Regions from separate parts of the Zea mays genome. Here region 2 is linked to region 1. Evidence: chromatin contacts called from public Hi-C data. All regions are on one chromosome and are shown on one strand. Each heading gives the region's core, a stretch centred on a gene start, on an enhancer-like site or on the middle of the called end of the contact. The rest is flanking DNA. Distances are from core to core; before and after follow the strand shown. Region 1 holds the start of LOC100191206. Region 2 holds the start of LOC100284124 (glycerol-3-phosphate dehydrogenase).

What was found. A called contact is a pair of places that touch in the nucleus more often than the background predicts.
Region 2: a contact with region 1 is called in a Hi-C map of leaf, with 7 times the contacts expected there. The contact joins the promoter of LOC100284124 here to the promoter of LOC100191206 in region 1. A contact is called at or near these places in 3 of 25 Hi-C or Micro-C datasets (ear, leaf and tassel).

Annotation. Positions count from the first base shown.
Region 1 is chr3:146,482,814-146,485,556 of Zm-B73-REFERENCE-NAM-5.0, forward strand. It overlaps LOC100191206, which reads left to right and starts at 1,400. Exons shown (of 3, transcript NM_001136641.1): 1 at 1,400-1,767; 2 at 1,970-2,125; 3 at 2,310-2,743. The coding sequence starts at 1,478.
Region 2 is chr3:146,726,555-146,729,297 of Zm-B73-REFERENCE-NAM-5.0, forward strand. LOC100284124 (glycerol-3-phosphate dehydrogenase) reads left to right here and starts at 1,396. Exons shown (of 11, transcript NM_001157021.2): 1 at 1,396-2,069; 2 at 2,519-2,595; 3 at 2,729-2,743. The coding sequence starts at 1,952. It overlaps LOC100193309, which reads left to right. Exons shown (of 4, transcript NM_001367020.1): 3 at 15-200; 4 at 336-590. The coding sequence ends at 341.

The DNA.
Region 1 (2,743 bases), core at 150-2,649:
GAGAGAGACACGGTCGGCCGATGGCGGAGGTGGTGGATCCCGATCCCGACCGACCTTGGGCTTGGGTCAGCGCGCGCCCATGCATATATGCAGTACTGTGCTGCTGCTGATCGAGAAGTGTTTACGGGCGACATGCATGCATGCGGTAGATCGATTCATACGAGTATACGACCATATGCATGGGTGGTCTAGATCGACTAGAGATATAGTATATACTATCGACAGAGAGACGATAGATAGATAGATGCATCATGCATGCGAGCCAGCATATATCGTATCTGCATGGGACATGCATGCATCGCATATGGACGAGGACGACGACGACATCATGCATGCATGCAAGCAATGAGATGAGATCCCGCGCGCGGCGCTGCAGGCAAGGTCAGGTCAACCCCTTGTCGTATCCCCTGGCTTCGTCTCCCCGGCCTATTAATTGCCTTTGGTCCTTTCCTTTGCCTTTTTCTCTTCGATTTCTCTCTCGATCGTGATCCATCCATCACACATACACGTAGGGACAGCCAGCATGCTTGCATGCTAACCCAAAAGGTCAACTCCTAATGCGACCAAAACATAGTTAGTTTGTTACCAGATCGGACGCGCGCGGTAGTTTTTTTCTCATTCTGAAAACAAAAAAGGGTTTGGGTTTGTTTGGTACGTAGACTGATCGTTATAGGGCAGATAAATTAAAGTTGCTTGCTTGGTTCACAACGATCTGCTTGGCTTACTTGCTACCTCGCGCGTTACCATTTAATATTAATTAATTATTAATTGGTACGTACTATTTATTACATAATAAGTTGCATACATATATTACATGTTGCTTATACATATATACATATACGTAGCAAATAATGCAAATGCATTAATGCATATGCATGTATAATATATAGTTTGTTTGGGGCAGGCAAGTTAATAAAGAGCTCAAGGCAGGAGTAGCTAGCTTTACTAATCTGTGTGCAGTGTGTGGTGAGGCCTACTCCATTTATCCACGGCGCTAGACAAACTTGTAGGACTCTCTTTAGGACAGAAAAGGGTATGGTTAGGTGCCAGCAGCAGGTTCAACACATCTGCCCTTATCGATCCATATATGTATGCGGCGGCGACCTAGCTAGCTAGCTAATCATGCACGCTAGCTAGTCATCTTTAGTGGTTACGTTGACACAAATGCATTATATTAGTCGTTATTGCACCCTTGGGTTATCAACAACACATACGTAGCAGCTTAATGATTCAACACAACAACACATGAAATATATATATATTAATTGCTGGGTCGTCGAGGGTATATTGGGAATAAAATAAAATTAGCGGCATGCATATAGTTGCATTACCATTAATTGTTGTTATATATACACCCTCCTCCCGTGGGTTGGGTTGGTGGCTTCTTCTTGCATTGCATTGCATGCATCAACCTCTCTCCTCTCCTCTCGCTCTCTACTACTAGCTACTAGCTTTAATTTGTAACTGCTTGTCTGCCATGGAGGAAGAGGAGGGATCGTCGACATCATCAGTCGCTGTGCCTGTGCCGCCGCCGCCTAATAAGTACGACTCCTGGACGACAGATCCGGAGGAGCTGATGATGATGATGGTCGACGAGGCGGCGGTGCAGCAGGAAGGGCCCCGTCGCCGGCGGGACTCCATGCTCAACAAGCTCATCTCCACGGTCTACTCCGGACCCACCATCAGCGACATAGAGAGCGCGCTCTCTTTCACCGGCGGCGGCGACGTGGATGCTCGCAACTACAACAACTCCTCCGCCGGCCCAGGGTACGTACGTCGTCTGCTCAATTCGTTCTCACAATCAGAAATATTGGAGCGTCTTCTACTAGCTAGCTAGCTCGATCTTAATCCATCAATCCGCGATCTATCTTCCTGTGTATATATAATATATATATATATATATATATATATATATATATATATATATGAAGAATCATATTGAATGCATGGCGTATGTGTATATACATAGGGCTTTATCGTCCCCGGAGAAGGTGCTGATGAGCAAGATGGAGAACAAGTACACGCTCAAGATCAAGACCTGTGGGAACGGCAGCAGCCTTGCGGAGGATGGATACAAATGGAGGAAATACGGCCAGAAATCCATCAAGAACAGCCCCAACCCAAGGTATACATACATATAATATAGCTAGTACAATAATAGATACTGATCATGAATGAGTGCAACCCGATCTGTCTGGCCAGCCACCAAAACTGGCAGTGCTTGCTAGCTAGCTGTGCATTGGCAATCCCAATTCTGTATCCAGATCGACTTGTTTAGTAAGTTTGCTGTGCTGTGCTGTGCTGTGCAGGAGCTACTACCGGTGCACGAACCCTCGGTGCAACGCCAAGAAGCAGGTGGAGCGGTCGACGGACGAGCCGGACACGCTCGTCGTCACCTACGAGGGCCTCCACCTGCACTACACCTACTCGCACTTCCTCCACCACCAGCAACCGCCGCCGCAGCCCAAAAAGCCCAAGCTCGGCGCCGGCCCACCACAACAGCCCATCGTCGTCATGGACGACGACCTTCTCCACGGCCCGGCCCAACAAGACATCATCACCACCGGCCCACTGGGAGCTGCTGTCATGGCTCCAGCACCAGCACCACCACCAGCAGCAGCATCTTTCTGCTACGACCTTGACGACGATGTACCTGCTTTTTTCGACGACCACGACCACCACCACCACCAGCAGCAGCACATCACCAACGGCGGGCTGCTGGAAGACATGGTGCCGCTGCTGG
Region 2 (2,743 bases), core at 146-2,645, 240 kb after region 1:
TGCGTTTTGCATAGGCTGGTGGGGAGAATTCTGAGGAGCAGGAATTGGAGACAACACTGTCTTACGTGGTTGAGCTGGAGCCCAAGCTCTGGGTTCCAGTGAGACTCCTTGAAGGAAGGATATGTAGCGAGATCAAGAACAACCTTGTCTCCATCAGAGAACAAGCACATAATAGGAGGATCCAGAGATTACAGCACGAGGTAACTTTCCCAGCTGCTGCTGGATATACTATTATTACGACATCCAGAAGGCACCCAATTTCTTGATTACCAAGCGCGTCCACATAACAGCAGCAGGTCGCCACAGAACATTCAGCATTCGGTGGTTTTTTGCAGCTCTAGCAGAAGCAGAGGATGGATGTTGACGCCGCAACTGTACGAAGCTCACGTACTACCTTACCTCTCCAAAAAAAAAACATGTCAACAGCTGATGGATGTCCTGAGTTTGTTGCTTGGCAATCATCACTAATTTGCTTGGGGTTGTCATGTTAACAAGCTTGTACCAAAATTCTATCGATTTTTTTCCCCTTTTATGTATTGTGTATGCAGATATATATAATGTATGTATGTATGTATGTATGTTCAAGACAACCAGAGGCGGCACTTGCATTGCATAAACCGTGGGGAGGAAGAAGGGGAGTCCGGAGGGGAGAGAGGTAACCGAGCCTGGGGTGCAATCACATACATAGTACTATGCTGTGCATATTGGAGGTAGAGATGGCAATGGGTACCCGCGACCCGATACCCAATGGGTATTTACTCTATTAGGGTATGTATGTGGGCTAAATATTCTACCCGTGGGTCTGTTATTGGGCAAAAATTTTCACCCAATGGGTAAACGGGTATTAGAACGTTCTGCCTTCACCCATACCCGTTAACCCGTGGGTATAAAATACCCAATATAAACTTATCCGAAGCATGAACTTGGACTTTAGTCATCCAACTTTTTTACTATTTAACAACAATTTAATGACCATGTAATGGAACATGTAATGTGCTATGTAGTATTATCATAGTGTTACTACTTTATCCAATTATCTTTGGTGTGTTGAATGGATGGTTAAATGATGCTAGAAAATTTTGTAATGGTAGTTATATGGATATACTTGCCATTTGTATAGTATAATATTTTGATAGTTGTATAATTTTTGTGGGTACGGGTGACCCGATGGGTGACCCATACCCACATGGGTATGGGTATGAGGGTAAATCCATACCCGCCAGTGTATATGGGTGACCCGGTGGGGTTATTTTTGTGTCGTAGGTATGAGTATGGGGTAGTAATACCCGGTGGGTATTTACCTATTGCCATCTCTAATTGGAGGATACCAGCATGACCATACAAAGTCTGGCTTTATTTGCTGCGGCGTTGAATGAACCATAAATAAAAAAAAAAGATGAGGTGAGGTGGTTTGGGCCCCGAATCGATGATGGATCCCTTTGGTTTTGCTGGGCCAAGTGGCGGGGCGGCCTAGTCGGTCGATACCCCCGAGACGAGACGGGATCTTCTCCCTCTCCTGCTCCTCCTCTTCGTCTCCGTCTCCGTCTTCCTCAATCCCAAGGACGAAATGGCAGCGACTGTCGCCTCGTTTTTTTGCCAACAAACAAAAACAAAGCAGCGGTGAAGGGAGGGGAGGAAAGGAAACAGCAACCACATGCGATTATTTCTTGGGGATTCCGCCCCTCCGACCTATCTAAGCGAACCATAACCACGGGCAGCAGGACATTATATTCTTCTGCCTGCCCTTCCGTTCAATTTCAATTTCACATTCCTTCTCTCCTCTCCTCCTGCTGCTACTAGGTTCGGGCCGTCCGTCATTGCTCTTGATTTGCCCGATTATTGCATCTCCTCTAGCTGTTGCCGCCGGCCGGGCGGCGGTGTGGTTGGCTTCTTGATCTGCATTATTTAATTCGGACCACTCCCCCGCCGTCCTCCCGCCCGCCTGCCGGAGATGGAGATGGAGAACGGGCACGCCAAGTACCGGGTGGCCGTCATTGGCAGCGGCAACTGGGGCAGCGTCGCCTCCCGCCTCATCGCCTCCAACACCGCCAAGCTGCCCTCCTTCTATGGTACGCGCATTCTCTGTCTCCTTCTGTTTCAAATATTTTCAATTGCTGCCATTTCGATCGCTTATATCATTCTATATCTAATTTGCTTCCTTTCTCTGGATGCATACATATAATCCTCTCCTATGTACCAGCATACTAAGATTGTTTTGCCTACATCTTATCTTATCTTTTAATTTTGTGGGGGGTCTCGATCCATATAAATTTGTGGGACGTCTCCATCCATATACAGTAGACATGCAGTCATGCACCAATCTTCCCTCTATGCATGGACAATTGGGCATGGTCCATGCCACTATCTGCATCTTTTGCCCACTAACTGCATAAGCACTACTGCTGTAAATGCTATGACTGATCAATGCAGAGTTTGATGTTAGGTACTCCCTGTATTATTATTATTACCTACGTACACATCTCTTTTAATTTCTTTTTTTTTCTCTCTCTCTCTGAAGATGAAGTAAGGATGTGGGTGTTTGAGGAAATACTGCCTACAGGCAGGAAGCTATCTGAGTCCATTAACGAACAGAATGTAAGAATTAGTTCAAGCACATTACCTTATCTTGTTTCTAGATGATGAAATTATGTTAAAATGGCTTACATATGTCATGACACTAGTAATGATGCACCGAATAAAAAAAAGACTTTATTCTCATTGGTTTCAGGAGAACTGCAAATAC